Regions from separate parts of the Triticum aestivum genome. Here region 2 is linked to region 1. A link is a contact called in public Hi-C data. All regions are on one chromosome and are shown on one strand. The core of a region is the stretch at or near the end of the contact, and the rest is flanking DNA. Distances in the headings are between cores, read along the strand shown. Region 1 holds the start of LOC123097850 (receptor-like protein kinase HERK 1). Region 2 holds the start of LOC123100013.

The links. A called contact is a pair of places that touch in the nucleus more often than the background predicts.
Region 2: a contact with region 1 is called in a Hi-C map of leaf, with 4 times the contacts expected there. The contact joins the promoter of LOC123100013 here to the promoter of LOC123097850 in region 1. A contact is called at or near these places in 4 of 5 Hi-C or Micro-C datasets (leaf and an unstated tissue) and 1 of 1 datasets of contacts at active chromatin or transcription factors (leaf).

Annotation. Positions count from the first base shown.
Region 1 is chr4D:349,250,512-349,253,355 of IWGSC CS RefSeq v2.1, reverse strand. It overlaps LOC123097850 (receptor-like protein kinase HERK 1), which reads left to right and starts at 1,436. Exons shown (of 2, transcript XM_044519695.1): 1 at 1,436-2,844. The coding sequence starts at 1,676.
Region 2 is chr4D:349,469,757-349,472,600 of IWGSC CS RefSeq v2.1, reverse strand. LOC123100013 reads left to right here and starts at 1,364. Exons shown (of 2, transcript XM_044522015.1): 1 at 1,364-2,430; 2 at 2,628-2,844. The coding sequence starts at 1,691.

The DNA.
Region 1 (2,844 bases), core at 187-2,686:
GTAGATGGATACCCACCCCGTGCATGCATTCATTCATCCCCCTTTCTGTCTCCTACGTACACGAACACGACGACAGCGCCCCTCCCTACACCTGCCTGTACAGGAGTACAGGAACATACCATCTCGATCGCCTTCATGATGATCTTCTAATCTAATCTGCAGTGCCGCCGCCATCGTACGAGATCGAGCTGTTCACACTGCAGTAGTATTTCACACTTACGATACAGTACATATTTTGCTGGTAAAATATACTACCACCGTCCTTTGAAGAGTTACTTCCAACTTTGTTAGAAAGTCAAATTTTTTATGTTTGACCGTATTTATATAATAATGCACCAACATTTATGCCATTAAATTAGTAGCATTAGATTCATGTTAAAATATATTTTCATCATATACCTATTTGGTTTCACAAACATTAATATATTTTTGCATAAACTCGGTCAAACATTGAGATAGTTTGACCCTTCAATAAAGTTGGAAATACACTCTTTAAAGGACCGAGGGAGTAGAGATGAGACTGAATGTTAGCCAACGGATGCGAGGACTGCGTTGCATGCCAAAACACATCTGGACCGCGAGATCCAGATGGATGCCGACGGCATGAGAGTCCGCGTTGGACATGCCCCACATTTACCATCTCAGGAGGAGCAGGAGCAGTGCCATCCAGTAAGCGCCGGAGACGCGTACATACACCACCGGCCGGGAAAAGAAAACGAATGTACGAACTGCGCCTGGTCGTCGTGGCGCGCACGACGGTGGTACGAAAACGACGGCTGCTCCGGTCGCGTGCGGTGGTCGACGGAGGTGGTTGGAGACTTCCTCGGCCCTTCCTTCCCACCGAGCCGAGCACAGCACAATGGTCGAGGGATCAGATCGTTCCCCTTTACGTTCCTAAACAAAGGGCCACGATTCACACGACAAAATGCATGGTTTTCCCTCGCAGTCGTTTTCACCTGCGACTGCGAATGTGTCACCGTGGGATTTGACATGTCGCGAGAGGCCACAACAGAAAAGGTGCCCCGTGCTCTCGTGGAACCTTTTATCTGGCCTCAGTGTTGGTACTACAGTAATTCCTAGTGCCACGGAACATGACAATGAGAACCAGTTGACAGTAAAAGAGACCTAAGAGGCACCCGGTCCGTTCATCACACGCTGCAAAAACTTTCGCCTTGTCTTTGTTTAACAATATATATGTTGACGTTTCTTCATAGAGGATCACACGAGAAATTTACCGAATCGAATATATGCCAGACAATCTGTAAACCAAGAAAATGACGGCATTAGAAAGCTCCTGATTTCCCCCGCAAACAAGGAAAAGGCTCCTGATAATATATGAAATTCAAGCCTATCTCTCCACCTGAGATCCTGAGAAAATGACACCGCAATACGCAGTGCTCCCCAGCTAATCAAATACCCCCGCCACATCCAAGAGCTCATCAAAACCTAGCATCGATTCACTTTCCTTCCTGTGGGTATTAGCAGCAGTCGCTAACTCCTTGTGCTCCTCATCGTCAAGCAACAAGTGTCAACTCTCAACAACACCTCTACAAAAGCAATCGTCCACTCTGGTGATGCTCTCCAGTTTGTGCGCATCCCTGTCGATGAAGGCCTCCGTGCCCTTCTCCTAGAGCCCCGTGCCGATCGCCGATGCTTTGGCCGGAATTCTTACACCATGCCGCCGGTTCTTGACATGCTCGTGCGGCTCCTCGTCGCGTCCGTGCTGCTCGGCGCAGCCAGTGGCGCGTTTACCCCCGCGGACAACTACCTCGTCCTCTGCGGCACGTCGGCGAGCGCCACCGTCGCCGCCGGACGGACGTTCGTCGGGGACGCGCGTCTGCCGGCCAAGTCGCTGGCCGCGCCGCAGAGCGTCGAGGCCAACACATCGCGGACCGCGGTCGTCCCGTCCGGCGAGTCGGAGCTGTATCGGTCCGCACGCGTGTTCACCGCGCCAGCTTCCTACACGTTCGCCGTCAAGCAGCCCGGCCGGCACTTCGTGCGCCTTCACTTCTTCCCCTTCCCCTACAGGTCTTACGACATGGTGGCGGACGCCGCGTTCAACGTGTCCGTGCAGGGCGCGGTGCTCGTCAACGGGTACACGCCCAAGAACGGCACAGCGGAGCTCAGGGAGTTCTCCGTGAACGTCACCGGGGGCACGCTGGTGATCGCGTTCGCGCCGACGGGGAAGCTCGCGTTCGTGAACGCCATCGAGGTCGTGTCGGTCCCCGACGAGCTCATCGCCGACATGGCCAGGATGGTGGACGGCGCCGTCCAGTACACCGGGCTGTCGACGCAGGCGCTGGAGACGATCCACAGGATCAACATGGGCGTTCCCAAGATCACGCCCGGCAACGACACGCTGGGGAGGACGTGGTTGCCGGACCAGAGCTTCCAGGTCAACACCGACCTAGCGCAGCACAAAGACGCCAAGCCCCTGACGATCAAATACGACGAGAAATCGGCACTCTCGTCCGCGTACACGGCGCCGGCGGAGGTCTACGCGACGGCGACGAGGCTGAGCACGGCGGGCGAGACCAGCACCATCAACGTGCAGTTCAACATCAGCTGGAGGTTCGACGCCCCGGCCGGGTCGGATTACCTGCTCCGGTTCCACTGGTGCGACATCGTCAGCAAGGCAGCCATGGGAATGGCCTTCAACGTCTACGTCGGCGGGGCGGTGGTGCTCGACAACTACGAGATTTCGCGTGACACGTTCAACCGGCTATCCATACCGGTGTACAAGGACTTCCTCCTGGGCGCCAAGGACGCCAAGGGCGCCATCACCGTGAGCATCGGGTCGTCCACCGAGGACAACGCGTTGCCTGACGGCTTCCTCAACGGCCT
Region 2 (2,844 bases), core at 115-2,614, 220 kb before region 1:
GCGGCCAGCGGCGCGGGGGGGGGGGGGGGGAGCGGGGAGCGTGAGTACTGCCAAGATTTTGGAATATGGACAGCTGCAGGCTTCCTAATTTTTTTTGCCTTTCTCTTTGGCCGGTGCTAGGCGTCATCCGGCTGATTTCTTCAGGAAATCTGTCGGGTAGGTGGCCGTCCGATCTATCCAGCCCAAGCCGTTCGATGGGTCAACGCTTCGTCGCTTCCTTCCTCCCCCGAGTTCGTCGGTCCATCGCTTTCTTCCTCCCGAGCACACGCAGCAGTTCGCTGCTACGTCGCCGACGGCAGCAAACGCCGGTGAGGGCTGCATCGCAGCACAAGGCAGCCCACGACGGATGTTACATCGCAGCACAGGTGGCCGGCGACGGATGTTGAATCGCAGCGCGCGGCGGCCATGGCGGATGTTAAGACGCACACGGTGATGACGGCGGAAGCTGCGAGCGGAGCGGGGGTTGTGCTTTGCAGCGCCGGAGACGATGGCGGATTTTGCGATGCAGTGCCGGCGGCGACAGGTGTGGCGACGCAGCACGCGGTGCCCATGGCGGAGGCGCCGGGACACCGCCGGCGAGCTCTCCATTGCAGCTCCGGCGAGATGCATCGCAGCTCTGAGACCTCCGTTGAGTGCTCCATTGCAGCGCCAGGAGCGGTGGCGAGCTCTCCATTGCAGCGGTGGGAGGGAGCGCCGACGAGCGCTCCATTGCAGCTCCGGCGAGATGCATCTCAGCCCCGAGACATCTTCAAAGCAACATTGCCGGAGTTGCAATGTCCCTGTCGGCCCACTCCCCGTGGTCACCGTCGCAGCGCTACTCCCACCATTGCAGCTCAGGCAGCCACGCCGTGCTCAAATCGCAGCTCGACGGCCATGCGCAGATGCTCCCCATCGCAGCAGCATCATCTACGACGGCCATGGCGGGCGGTGGTCGCGTGTCGAAGCTTTCCTCGACTCATGACACTGCGGTCGCTGCAGCGCAGCGGTGCCCCACGCAGCTGCAGCAGTCCGTCGCCTGGCGGGTGGAGGCGGGGGGGGGGGGAGTGTAAAGAGGAAGGAGCTCTCGCAGTAGGCATAGGAGAGAGAGAGGGATCTGTAGGAGGGATGCGTGAGTGCGAGGAAGACGACGCACCGACGCAGCGATAGGAAAGAAAAAATGAGCGGCCGTGGCTTCTCTGCGTGGATAAGACGGAGATGGGTGAGCGGCGCGTGGGGCCACCAGGGACGCGTGTCGATCGCTGGAGGAGGCTTGCGTCTCGCTGTTTTCAGCCGGTCTAAAGCAAGCGTTTTCCTTTCTCTTTTACGTCTCAATTGCATACGCATTAAACAAAACTTGATAAGATAATTAAAACTCATGTAAAGAATCGAGATCTTTCTTTCTTTCTTCCTTTTTGGGCGCGATCTGATCAAGCCAATTGAATATTCCAGGAACGAGAACCGATCGGTACGCCAACTAATCAGTCTCCAGTAATTATCATGTTTCCCGGATGGCCTGATGATACGATCCGATCCCATGCATTGGGTCTCTGGGCATCGTCAGCACAGCAGCCGGGCTATAAGCTTTCTAGTTTCGTTATAACCTGAGCTGACATCCCGCCCAAGCACGCCGCGTACAGTTGACCTGCTCCTCCGCTGATCCGCTCTGCATCAAGAATCCAAGATCCAAGCTAGCTAGGCCGCCGCGGAAGCCATGGATGATCCGCAGCAAGCAGAGACAGCTCCGCCGGAAGACGCGCCCGCGCGCCCCCTGCCGCACTCGGTGCGCGGCGTCTTCCTCAACTACATCGGGCACTGGCGGCCACGGTTCTTCGCCCGTCCGTCGGCGCGCCCCGCGGGCGCGCCCGACTACGGTGACCTCGACTTCCTCCCCGACTATAGCCGGGGTTACAACTCCATCCTGGATCACTGCAACGGCCTCCTGCTCTACGGCAACGCATGGCTGTACTGCGTGGTGAACACCGCCACGAGGCGGTGGGAGCGTCTCCCGCGCATGGACGCCAACAACTACGTCCCGTATCTGGTCTTCGACCCCGCCCTGTCGCATGGCTACGAGGTGCTCCTGTTCCGCCGCGAGCCCGACAAGCCCAAGAAGTTCGACCTCGTTGAGTTTCTGTCTTTGCTGGATGACATGTCGGGTGTCGAGGAGGACGCAGAGAATGAGGACCAAGATGAGCCGGCTGTAGAACCTTTGCCAAGACAGTCCATCGATGACTTGCATCGTTTGACGGAATGGCCACCGTCACAATGGACGCTGCCTGTGTTCTCATCGGCTACTGGAGAGTGGCGGGAGAGGTCATTTGTCCGGGAAGGAGAGGCTGTCAAGACGATGGCCAGTATGCAACAACCGATGGAATGGGGCCCAAGATGGCGTTACAGTGTGTATTGGCGAGGCGCGCTTTACGTCCATTGTCGTGGTGCATTTGTTGCAAGGTATGTATTCTAGATCGAAGTGCATAACTACAAAACTCCTTCCATTATAGCGTTGATATGTTTTTTTTACTAATTTATATAATCTTTTTTACTTTAGACTATCAACATTTTAGTTATGGTGCATTCCTGGATTTTTTATATCACCTACAACATTTTAGACTATTAACATTTTTAGCGAATAAATTTGTGTTTTGTAGGTTATCTTTATTAGATGGTAAATACCGGGTATTTAATACACCAATAGATTTTGAGGAAAGCAAACATGCATGTCCTTATCTTGGGAAGTCGGAAAAAGGGGTGTACTTTGCGACAATTCACAAGTACAACAACCTTCTTCGCGTTTGGAACCTCGGTGAATCAAGCGGTCCAATAGATTGGGTACTAAAGCATACCATCGAGCTTGATGAATCTACT